Regions from separate parts of the Mus musculus genome. Here all the other regions are linked to region 3. Evidence: chromatin contacts called from public HiChIP or PLAC-seq, Micro-C and promoter capture Hi-C data. All regions are on one chromosome and are shown on one strand. Each heading gives the region's core, a stretch centred on a gene start, on an enhancer-like site or on the middle of the called end of the contact. The rest is flanking DNA. Distances are from core to core; before and after follow the strand shown. Region 1 overlaps Agpat5 (1-acylglycerol-3-phosphate O-acyltransferase 5 (lysophosphatidic acid acyltransferase, epsilon)). Region 2 overlaps Xkr5 (X-linked Kx blood group related 5). Region 3 holds the start of Mcph1 (microcephaly, primary autosomal recessive 1). Region 4 overlaps Gm35934 (a long non-coding RNA gene).

Region 1 (2,731 bases), core at 57-2,556, 270 kb after region 3:
CCACAGTTTCAAAAGCTGCAAAATAAGACCTACATATCTACCTCGCACAATTGTAAATCACACGAGACCCTTGTTTGGGTATTGTAAGAATTGAACACTGTATCCAGGAAGTCATTAGTAAAAACCTAATGTGGTGCCTTGCTTTTTAAAGATTTATTTACTTATTTAATATATATGCCCTATCATATATATACCTGCATGCTAGAAGAGGGCATCAGATGTCAGTAGAGATGGTTGTGAGCCACGATGTGGTTGCTGGGAATTGAACGCAGGACCTCTGGAAGAGCAGCCAGTGCTCTTAACCACTGAGCCATCTCTCCAGCTCTTAATGTAGTGCCTTTTGTCAGACATTGTGTATATGGGATATTTAGCTACAGTTGTTTCACTTGCCATTTTTTTCCTTATAATTTTCCATTCTTCATTTAAAAAGAAATATCTCTTATTTTTTTTACCTGTAATTAAATATTATTCAACAGTTATTTAGTATTTGGGTGTTGGGTTACTTAGTATTTTGTAGCTTTTAAACATTTGTTCTTTCTTTTCCTGAGTATGTTTGAGTCCCTGCATATATGCCTGTGCACTGTGCATGTGCCTGGTGCACTTGGGGCTCATGGAGGGCCTCATATCCGTTGGAACTGGAGTTAGAGGCAGAGCTGGCTTATGGGTACCAGACCTGGGCCCTCTGCGAAAGCAGCAACTGAATCCTTAACCACTGAACAAAATCTCTTCAGCCCCATGTATTTTGTACCTTTGTGTTTTATCCTTGAAATAAATGGCCTTTTAAGAAATGAGAAAAGCCTTTAATCCCAGCAGAGGTAAGTGGATCACTGAGTTCAAGGCCAGCTTGTCCACATAGTTCCAGGAGAGCCAGGGCTACACAGAGGAAAAAAAAAATACAAAAAACAGGAAAAACACACACCTCCTTGATTTAAGGGTTTTTTGTTTGTTGGTTGTTTTTTTTTTTTGAGTTTTGGGGAGGGGGTATATTTTTTAATGTGTCTGTAGTTGGCTTTGTTTTAAGCATTTTAATCATACTTTATTTTTAAAAAAACTAAAAGCTTTTTTAAGGCTAGGTCTTGCTATGTGGCCCTAGTGTTCCTGGGACTTGCTCTGTACACCGGGTTGACTCTGAGCCTGTGCGCCTTCTGCCTCTGCCTCCATAGTTAGATTCTCAGGACATGTTACAAAGACTGTGCTGTGAAGATGAGTTTTTGTTCCTGGGAGGGAAGGTTGGAGCTGACTTGTGAGGTACTGACTTGGGTCTGCCTTACAGTTGACTGGATTGTTGCGGACATGCTGGCTGCCAGACAGGATGCCCTAGGACATGTGCGCTACGTACTGAAAGACAAGTTAAAATGGCTTCCGCTGTATGGGTTCTACTTTGCTCAGGTAAACTTTGTCTTTGCCCTTTTATTTCAAACTTAACACCATTTAATGAAACTATATCTGATTTTTTTGTTTATGTGTTTGTTTTATGGTACCCGTGATTGAACATGGGGTCATATGTGTGCTACTGAGTGACAGCCTTAGTTCAGACATTTTTTAAAGCGACTTTTACTAGTATTTTTATTTAGAATTCTATATGTGTGCACATGCATATGTGTGCTTGTGTGCACACGTGGATGCATGTGAGGTCGAAGGACAATTTTCAGTACAAGTGTGAGTGTCACTTTTTAGGCACCTTCCACTCTTATTTTGAGACAGTCTCCTAGACCTTTGCTGAGTTGCCCAGGCTAGCCGGCCAGTGAGCCCTGGGCATCTACCGGTCTCTGCCTCCTTACCTTTACTTAGGTTACAAGTGTGTGCTGCTACGCCCAGCTGTTTACTAGATTCTAGGGATCCAAATGTGGGTCCTCGTAACTTGTGAGACAAGTACTTTCCAAACTGAGCCACCTCCCTAGCTCTTCTTCACGGTTCCTGATGGTGTGTGTCTAGATGGCTGGTTGTCCGTATATTTAAGTCCAGTAGCAGAAATACAAATACCTAGGAGTCCAATAGAAAGCTACAAGTGCAGAATTGACAATCGGTAATGTTCGGAAATTGATTCAAAAGTAGTTAGTGAGTGACAGACAGGAGCTAAAAGCAGACTCTGAGCTCAGAGTGTGAAGTGTGGAGAAATGTGTTTTCTCACAGTTCTGAAGGCTGAAAGTCTCCCCAAGGTCAGGATGTGGGTGGTACTGCTGTCTCCCAACACCCACCTCTTTGGATTATAGACTGCAGCCTTCTCCCTGTGTTCTGAGCCGGCCTTTCCCACATGTGGACATCCTTGGTGGGTGTTCCACCAGCAGGGCCTCAGCTAGTGCCCTTATTTCACTTAACTGTAATGATTTTCTTAAAGACCCTGTCTCCATACACAGTCACTGTGGAAGCTGAAGCTTCAATGTAAGAGTTAAGGGGGGAGGGGGAAATTTAGTCCATAATGGTGTCACACCAATCTCTGTAGCTGAGTCCATGATTCAGTTCTTTAAAGGCTCTGAGTGTAGACATTATCTTAATTATTTTGCCCATTTATGTATTATCTTTAATTTATTTTATGTAACTGAATGCCTGTGTATATATGTTTCTGGTTCCTAGTCCATATTTTAATTCCTTAAAGGATGGAGGTGTAGACTTTTGTCTTTTTAATTTTCTATCCTTCCCTCCTGGCCTCCTGTGGCCTCTTTTACGTATTTATTATTTTTAATTTATTTTATGTGTTTGAGTGTTTTGTATCTATGCATTCCTGGGGCCC
Region 2 (2,700 bases), core at 129-2,628, 340 kb after region 3:
AAAGCGGCCTCAAAAACAAGAGCCCGAAGCAGAGGTCAGTCATGCTCCTCAGAGCCGTGTCGGGGCATTTCCATGAACAACAACAACAACACTTCCTCTGTGCACAAACAGCTTAATCACATTGTTGTCAGTTTCATTTGTGTCGATCAGAAGTGTTGACTGCTGCAATAATCTCTTTACCAGAGCATTCCAGTAAGCCACCCACGTTGTTTCCAGTTTCCTGTCGCACTGGAGAAAGTGCCTGTGTTCAGGGGTGTTCATTAGGCGAGTAGAAGATGGGAACTAAGTGTGAGGAGGGGGGCTGAAGGCACCAGGAGATGGCAGCATGACAGACCGTAGGAAGAGCCCAAAGGACAGTGCCCCCAGACCCTCAGTGACTCTGGGGACAAGAGCAGGCCCTGGGCAGGGCACTGGTTTGTGGAAAATCAGAAGTGGGGACAAGGACCAGCAGTCCTGTCTGCATTGAACATAGCTCACATACTAGCTTCTATGCCTTGGATTCTCACTGAGCCCTAGCAATATGCAGTCACTCATCTTTGGCAAACAAATCCCAGCAAGGTCAGGAAAGAACAGCAAGCCAGAGGATGTTACCCAACACTACCCTGTGCACCCCGGGCACCAGTTAGGCAGCGGGATCTGCCATGGCCAGAGGCACCGGGTGTGTTGATTTTCTGTAGGATCCTGCCACCTGCTGGATTCTTGGCTGTAGCTCCAGGCTGGTGTGTAGTAGGCACTCAATACACGTTTGTCCAGTGAAAGAAGGAAACAGGGAGCCTGGATTTGGGCAGGAACTATCTCAAGTCTGTGTTCTTGATACTATAGTTCTCTTTAAAAAAATATTACTTGTTTTCTTGAGATGAAGCCTTGATTCATAGCCCAGGCTGGTCTCAAACCTGAGTCAATCCTCCTGTCTCAGCTAAGTGTTTGGATCGCACTGCTTGTACGGTTCATTTATAATAGTGTTGGGCATGAAACCTGGGGCTTCTTGAATGCTAAACAAGCACTCTACCCATGATCTGTTTCTGGATATATATATTTTAATAGGGTTTTTCTTCTTAGCCCAGGCTTGCCACAAACTTACTATGTAGGCCATGATGGCTTAGAACTCACAACAATGCTCTTCTTGCCTCTGCCTCCTAAGCACTGGAGTTATAGAAACAAACCATCATGTCTGTCAATAACATACGATGATATGACTTTAAACATGTATTAAATATAATTTTCTATAATGCCCGAGTTTAAGGACTGACTCAGTTTGGTTGTTCCTGTTCTGTCTTTTGACATACTCTCCCTTTCCTGCTGGAGATTGCCAGGAGGCCAAAGGAGTCACAGATGTGTCCAGCGCCACCTGCTGTTGGGCAACGGAGCAGCATGACACAGCCCAGTCCTTTCTAAGATGACAGGGCAGTTTTACTTCCTCCTATCCTGTTTACTGGACTGGGTCATACCGCCTGTGAACGAAGTGGTTAGGTCTCTCAGCTGTGAGGACTGTCACATCATATCCCAGTGGATCCCCTCTCCGCAGGAAGATGACTAGACAGAGGCCACTTTGTAGGTGGCGGAGTAACTCTTGCCTGGACACCTCGCTGTTTGGCCATTCACTTGCAAGCATGCTGCTTAGAAATCGGCCACTCAATGTATAGGCAGCATTTTGGACAGACGTGGCTGCTCCTACCTTTCCTTGAGGCCCCCATCAGTCTAGTCAGGTCTACAAAGCTAAGCTCAGAGTCTTAGGGCACTTACCTACAGCATGGGTCCCATCCCCTGCCCACTGCCCCTAACCTGTTCCCTGTCCTTCCTGTTAGCATTTCCTCTAGGCTCCGCCCAACAGTTGCCTAGCAACAGCCAGTACTAGGTTCCTAAATAAGAAAAAACAAAACAAAACAAAACAACAACAACAAAACAATTGTTCTTCTTATACGCAAGACAATCAGGGATTAGTGAGCTGTGGGTTCAGTAAGAACCCCTGACTCAGTAAGTGGAAAGTGGCTAAGGAAGACATCTGACATCAGCTGCAGGCCTCCACATACACACCACACATGAGCATCCCTACACATACCAATATATGCACATCCATGCATATATACCATACATATGTATATAACATATGTGCACACACTTGAAAATGAAAAGAATAAACATAAAATACAAATACAAGTTGGAAAGGAAGTGTGGCTAAGAAGGCTCAGTAGGTCTTACCAATCAGAAATCCAGACAAGACTCCCACCACAGTCCACAGGCTGGTCCCTGGTACTCCCTGCAGAAAGTCAGTGGCCAGTAGTAAGAGTATGGAGTTCTCCAGCAGCATAACCTGTGGGGACAAGAGAGAGTCACCATACCTGGGGGTCTGCTATCTGCACCTCTTCCCTCCTGTCCCTAGTACCTGCTGGGGTTCACAAACCAAGGAGCCTCCACCGAACAGAAGCTAGGCTCCAGGGGGAATGTTTCTACCCAGGAAGGCTTGCTGACGTCATTCATGGGAACATCCCCAGAGTCACAGACACAGGAAAATAGACTGAGCTTTGGCACAAGTGTTTCTATGTAGCCCACACTAAGATGGCTGACAGATGCTGGCACTGATCTAACAGCCCAAGGCTACATTCCTGGGGTGAATTGTCAGCCCCTTGAACTTCCTGCCTGAGGAATCACAGCTGCCGGGTGGAAACACAATGAGAGATAACTAGGGCCCTCACTGTTCTT
Region 3 (2,700 bases), core at 77-2,576:
TAGAGAACCCAAAGGGTCCCAACAGTAAGAGGAGATAAGATGCCGGTTCACCTAAGATAGCCAAATAAGGAAGTCTGAGAACCAAGCCATGGTTCTGATTCTGTGTTCCCTTCTCAGGAATCCTAGTCCTGCTCTTACTGCCTGTATAAAGTGAGAGCATACAGCCGAGGGGAGGGTTATTTAGATCGGAGGGAGAGTTCAGCCTGAGGCATCTGGAAAAGTCCACAGAAGGGAGAGAAAGCTCTCTATCGGACTTGGCCAGCAGGGTAGGTCAGGCCATGAGAGGAGTGGGCACTGGGAAGAAAGGTGGAAGAGAAGAGAGAAAAGCAAAAGAGAGGACAGAGGGTGGGGTAGGGAAAGGGGGAGGAGCAGGGGGAGGGGAGGGGGGAGAGAGAGAGGGTCAGTAGGACTAAGTACCAGCCTGAAATGGCGGGGTTATATAGGAATGAGAAGCTTGGGGAACTGAAGCCCAAGAGCTGGAGAAGTTTAGAGCAGGAGGTGGGTTGAGAAACGCTAAAAGGAGCCACAGGTACCACGTAAGCCTGGAGGCCAGCAGACACTGTGGTATGTTACTGGGCACCTTAAGCAGCCATTTTGTCTTGAGTTTCTCTTTGCACTGCCTAGTGAAAGCTCTCCCACTGTGTTAGTGAAGATGCTTCAATTCGTGAATTCCCATTAACAGCTCATCACTCGGAATTTGGCTTTTTAAAATTATATATATTATATATTTTAATATGTACATTTAAAATAATTTTGAAATATATATATATGTATATGTGTGTGTATATCTATATAAATTATCTTTTTTTTTTTTTTTTAAAGCCAAATTGCTGGGCCAGTCTGTAATCCTAGCTCTTGGGGAAGGCTGAGTCGGGAGAAGGGCTGAGTGTTGTGAGCTAGAAACCAAGGCCATCTCTCTAAACACCCAACCAGGAGCTAAGGAGATGGCTCAGTGGTTAAGAACATTTGCTCTAGCAGAGGACCCGAATTTGGTCCCTGGCTCCCTTATGGTGGCACATAACCATGTGTAATTGGATCTGACGCCCTCTAGTGACCTCCACTGGCACCAGGCACGCACGTGGTGCAAATATGTACAAGCAGGCAAAGTACTCACACGTGTAACAAATAAATACAAAACCCAAAACAACCTGTCTGTCCAAACCAGTTGGGTGGTTTTTTTGTTTTTGTTTTTAACGCCCGGCGCTTAAGGCGACGAAAGGATACTGTTATCTACAGAAGAGCAGGCACTCCCTGGCTTCCGTCCTCCCTAGGCGGCTCCGTCCTCCTCCCTCTCCCGGCAGCCCTTGCGCGGGGAGGCGGGCCCGCGTCCGACCCGCCCCCTCGCAGACTCGCGGGCGGGAGGTTTGAAGACCCAGAGGGCCCGCGGACGCTGCAGCAGTCCCGCTCGCGCTCCAGGGTGCAGGGCTGAGGCAGGGCCCACGGGTGGGTCCCCTCCCCGGTCACCGAGCGCTGCGCAACGAGGACGAGCGAACCCTGCGGGGACAAGCGACCGCGGCGCTGACCTGCGCCCTGAAGCCGCGGTGCGGCGGGCTGACTCCTGCCAGGTCGCCGGAGAGCTTCAGGGCCGCCCGTGAGCGATCAGGTCTCGGCTGTCGTGTGTCACTGAGCCGGGCGCTCTCGGCGAGGGAAGGGAACCCGGAGCCCTTGCGCACACACACACACACCCCTAAGCCTGACGCGGCGAGCCCAGGGGGCACGGCCTGCGCATGCGCACCCCTCTGCCTTCCTGCCGGCGCACGCTCGGTCCCGCAGCTTCAAGCTGGTCGGGTCATGGAGGCCTCGGGAGGCGTTGGGGGCGCCTTTCTGAAAGGTGAGGAGACACGCCCAGTAGGGAGGGGGCTGGGGTCTAGGCTCCCAGCGCCTGGTTGTCTTGCCTGGGCCGCCGGGATCGGCTCCCAGGCCAGGTCCCATCCCATCTCAGGGCTCCCTACGCCCGAGGTCCTCTCACATCCTAGGTTCCCTCACACCCGGAGTCCCCTCACTCAGGATCCCGACCACCTGTGTGGACACCCCACATACATTCACCCTGTGACCTTCATCGACCCCTATGTGTTCCCCAATCCCCCCACCCCACCCCGGTGCAGGCTGAGCCCTGGAGAGCTGGCGGGAGGATAGGCTCCTGTCTTAGCTTTCTGGGATCCTCTTGCCTCTATGGCCTCTGCAGTTGTGGGATCAGGAAAAGTAAGAATTTGGTAATAGTGTGATGGCCTCTGGAGGGTCCTACCTGAGTAGAGCTGCCTGACACTTGTGGAGCTCACCTTTTTTTTTGTTGTTGTTGTATTTTTGTCGTGCTAACACGTGCTCAGAACATGGGACCCTGGGTGAGGAGATTCCAAGTATAAATATATTTTATATATTTATATATTATATTTATTATAGCTATGTGTTTATTATATTTATATCATATATGTGTATATATATTTAAATTTTTATTTATTATTTTAGAAAGCAAGTTTGCCTCCAACTTGCTATGTAGCTGAGGCTGACTTATCTCTGTTTTTTAATTTGGTTTGGGGGTGTGGGGTGGGGGTGTGGGCTTGCTTGTGTAACAAAGTTTCTCTTGTGGCTCTAGCCTTCCTGGACCTGGAAACTCTGTCTCAGTCTGTAGACCAGGCTGACCTCAGAGATCTGCCTACCTCTGCCTCTCAAATACTGGTTTTAAAGGGATACACCACCACC
Region 4 (2,700 bases), core at 114-2,613, 300 kb after region 3:
GCAACCACATGGTGGCTCACAACCATCTGTAACGAGATCTGACTCCCTCTTTTGGACTGTCTGAAGACAGCTACAGTGTACTTACATATAATCAATAAATAAATCTTAAAAAAAAAAAAAGAGACTAGAGTCACTGAAGTAAAACCTGTGCTTGTCTGGGGCAATGGATGCTCGTCAGCTGGAGCTGAGAAATTAACAGTGACTTAGTTCTTCTGACTAAGAAGAGACTGGTATCAGAGAGGCAAAATCTGGGAAGTGTTTCTTGAGAGTCAGTATGCTGAAGCTATGTTCCAGAGGTAGCCAAGGTTGTACCTCATCTTGGTGGCCCAATTTGGTCATGGAAGAGTTACCCGGGTGGTAGCAATTTTGAAATCATGAAGGAGTCACGGAGAGCACTGTGAGAGACCAGGAAAGGTCATTGGTGAGAGTGCAGCCCAGTTGCGGCAGAAGACCCTAGCATTTTGGAGATGACAGTACCACAGGATGACCACCAAGAACTACAGCCGCGGTGGAGTAGAGCCACAGAGGCTGAGAAGACAAGCTGTGTGTGCTGCAGAGGGTGGAGCTGGAGAAGTGACCGAGCCCTTTGAGGGGCCCCAGAAAATTGTGAGTGAATCCCAGACATTAGACATTAAGTTACTTACACAGTTGGGGAGTGGTTTTGCCTTGGTCTGATTGTGAGTGTGCCCTGGTTCTTCCTTCTCGAAGTAAGAAAGTATTTATCTTTGATTTATCTTTTAAAAGAGACTTTGGACTTCTAAACAGAGTGAGTTTTAAAGTTTCTGTATTTGTTTTTTTGTTTGTTTGCTTTTTGTTTGTTGGTTTGTTTGTTTTTAATACACTGTCACTCTCTTCAGTCACACCAGAAGAGGGTGTCAGATCCCATTACAGATGGTTGTGAGCCACCACGTGGTTGCTAGGAATTGAACTCAGGACCTCTGGAAGAGCAGTCATCAGTGCCCTTAACCACTGCGCCAACTCTCCAGCCCCAAGTTTCTGTATTTGTAAAAAGACAGACTTTTTAAGTTTATGAATGTTTTATATTGTGATATTTATATTGATGTGATCTGTGGTCTTGGGTGAAAAAGAAAGGAAAGGTGGTGACTTAACAGTGACGTTTGTGTCAACTAGACAAGGGATCAGTTGTGCTGGATTATTTAGACACAAGCTATGGTTATCACTTAACTAAGACAAGGAATAAGGGGTTACAGGGCTGTGTGTGCCCTGCAGGCCGTCATCCATAGAGTTACTTAGCCTTGTTTTTGGTCCCAGCCTCCAGAACTGTAAGGTGGAGCTGTCTCTAGTAGACTTGCCCACCTGGTTACTTTGTGACCACAGCTGAGCTGACAAAAGAGCTTCCTGGAGGGAGGGGCTTTCAGCCTTGCCCTCAACACCTGCTGAGACTGGCTTGTGGTGGAATTTCCTTGGACAGTTAACAGGGCAGGCAGGGTGACCCAGGAAAGATTCCCAAAACATTGGGGTCTAGTCTTTCTGTGTCCTGTCACCTAACCTGCCCTTCCCACCAAAAGTCCTAGAGTCCCCAAGAGAGCCTAGAACCTGGAGGTGCCTTGCCTCTCAAGTGGGTGGGAAGGAAGAGATGCTGTAGGTTTTGAAGGTTCCCTCTATCTGTCACATTAGGTCAGATCTCGACTCAGTCACATTCCAATGTGGCTGTCCATCCCTCATCCAAAGGCAACAGAAACCTAAAGGATTTCCCCTACAGTCTTTAGGGCTTCATTCTCTACGGCATCCATAAATCTGCCATTAAGTAAATTGATTATGCTTTTCTCTTGCCAATCTGTAATCTGTCTGTTGTGGTAGGAGTGTTAGTCGGGCCCTTTGTGCTGGAGGAGAAGGCTCCCACCTGCCTCGCCCTCCCCCCACCCCCACCCCTCCCCACCCCTCCGCACCCCTCCCCACCCCTCCCCACCCCTCCCCACCCCTCCGCACCCCTCCCCACCTTGTCTTCTTGTCTTTGTTATTTACACTTGAGTTGGTAAGGTATTTCACCTCAGGGGGAGGGAGCAAGGGAAAGCTGCAGATAAGACCTCTCTCAGTAACTTGCCCAGAAAGTCAGTTTCCCCAAGGCAGTGAATGAAGCCACCTCCCCAAGCCCCACGGCCACCCTGGGGCTGCCACCAGAGGACAGCTAGTATTGAAAGTTTTACAGTCAGCCTGGTAAACACAATGAGTGAGCTACCTTTGGCCATCTCTGGGGAAAGGCCCCTTTGTGGATGTAGAAGCTGTAAACAGCTCCGACTTCCTGTGCGGGAGAGCAGCCAATCACAGAGAACGAGAAATCGGGGCGATCAGGGTCAGAGAGGTGGGCTGCACCAGGAGCTCCTATGGAACGTGCACCATGGAAGAGGGGCTACCCTACTGCAAGGGCTTCCACTGAGGGGGTTCCTTTTGCGACGACTCCAAGACTGGCTTTAGGGTTCAGGACATTTTTCTCCCCCATCCTGTTCATTGTATAGTTCTGTTCTACATTTGGGCTTCGCTTCTAGTTTCCTAGTTGAAGTGGAACACCGACCGGGGATTTGGCACCACCTAGTGGTCATGGAAAAAAGCTGACAGTTGAGTTTTTGAATAGTTCTGAATCCAAGTTCGGAAACAGTGGCTTACACACAAAGATGAAAATACTACACAGCAGAGAGAAGAGCAGACCCTGGGAGCCTCGCCACCACAGTCAATGAGCCC

Evidence for each region. Promoter capture Hi-C pulls out the DNA fragments that hold promoters and counts their contacts. A called contact is a pair of places that touch in the nucleus more often than the background predicts. HiChIP or PLAC-seq counts read pairs in DNA pulled down with a chosen protein or histone mark.
Region 1: a promoter capture Hi-C map of embryonic stem cells shows a contact between it and region 3, with 2.7 times the contacts expected there. The contact joins the enhancer-like site here to the promoter of Mcph1 in region 3. A contact is called at or near these places in 5 of 39 promoter capture datasets (the HPC-7 cell line, cranial neural crest, embryonic stem cells and 2 more), 3 of 484 Hi-C or Micro-C datasets (embryonic stem cells, muscle stem cells and pre-pro-B cells), 17 of 115 datasets of contacts at active chromatin or transcription factors (the 230-238 cell line, the SCID.adh cell line, bone marrow-derived macrophages and 7 more) and 3 of 9 other capture datasets (adipose tissue, liver and pancreatic islet).
Region 2: an H3K27ac HiChIP or PLAC-seq map of embryonic stem cells shows a contact between it and region 3, with 6 times the contacts expected there. The contact joins the enhancer-like site here to the promoter of Mcph1 in region 3. A contact is called at or near these places in 13 of 39 promoter capture datasets (the C10 cell line, the HPC-7 cell line, cranial neural crest and 10 more), 1 of 15 datasets of contacts at CTCF or cohesin (embryonic stem cells), 8 of 484 Hi-C or Micro-C datasets (the 3T3-L1 cell line, the HPC-7 cell line, LSK cells and 4 more), 35 of 115 datasets of contacts at active chromatin or transcription factors (the 230-238 cell line, the SCID.adh cell line, T-cell acute lymphoblastic leukemia and 18 more) and 5 of 9 other capture datasets (adipose tissue, embryonic stem cells, liver and 2 more).
Region 4: a Micro-C map of embryonic stem cells shows a contact between it and region 3, with 4 times the contacts expected there. The contact joins the enhancer-like site here to the promoter of Mcph1 in region 3. A contact is called at or near these places in 16 of 39 promoter capture datasets (3T3-L1-derived adipocytes, the C10 cell line, the HPC-7 cell line and 12 more), 2 of 15 datasets of contacts at CTCF or cohesin (the NIH/3T3 cell line and embryonic stem cells), 15 of 484 Hi-C or Micro-C datasets (CD4 T cells, CD8 T cells, the HPC-7 cell line and 6 more), 36 of 115 datasets of contacts at active chromatin or transcription factors (the 230-238 cell line, the NIH/3T3 cell line, the SCID.adh cell line and 22 more) and 4 of 9 other capture datasets (adipose tissue, embryonic stem cells, liver and 1 more).

What each region holds. Positions count from the first base shown.
Region 1 is chr8:18,867,620-18,870,350 of GRCm38.p6, forward strand. It overlaps Agpat5 (1-acylglycerol-3-phosphate O-acyltransferase 5 (lysophosphatidic acid acyltransferase, epsilon)), which reads left to right. Exons shown (of 8, transcript NM_026792.3): 3 at 1,274-1,389. Among named protein-coding and RNA genes, the nearest start is that of Agpat5, 23 kb to the left of the region's middle. Within about 2 kb of position 1,307, at least 4 of the 459 cell types and tissues checked have an H3K27ac peak or open chromatin away from gene starts, as enhancers often do. A contact at or near this core is called in embryonic stem cells, where this site is marked.
Region 2 is chr8:18,935,028-18,937,727 of GRCm38.p6, forward strand. Xkr5 (X-linked Kx blood group related 5) reads right to left here. Exons shown (of 7, transcript NM_001113350.2): 6 at 2,200-2,311. Among named protein-coding and RNA genes, the nearest start is that of Gm40464, 14 kb to the right of the region's middle. Within about 2 kb of position 1,379, at least 144 of the 459 cell types and tissues checked have an H3K27ac peak or open chromatin away from gene starts, as enhancers often do. A contact at or near this core is called in the 230-238 cell line, the HPC-7 cell line, the SCID.adh cell line and 17 more, where this site is marked.
Region 3 is chr8:18,593,805-18,596,504 of GRCm38.p6, forward strand. It overlaps Mcph1 (microcephaly, primary autosomal recessive 1), which reads left to right and starts at 1,327. Exons shown (of 14, transcript NM_173189.3): 1 at 1,327-1,831. The coding sequence starts at 1,792.
Region 4 is chr8:18,896,803-18,899,502 of GRCm38.p6, forward strand. The region is part of intron 1 of Gm35934 (a long non-coding RNA gene); the gene reads right to left. Among named protein-coding and RNA genes, the nearest start is that of Gm35934, 4.1 kb to the right of the region's middle. Within about 2 kb of position 1,364, at least 35 of the 459 cell types and tissues checked have an H3K27ac peak or open chromatin away from gene starts, as enhancers often do. A contact at or near this core is called in the SCID.adh cell line, double positive thymocytes, embryonic stem cells and 2 more, where this site is marked.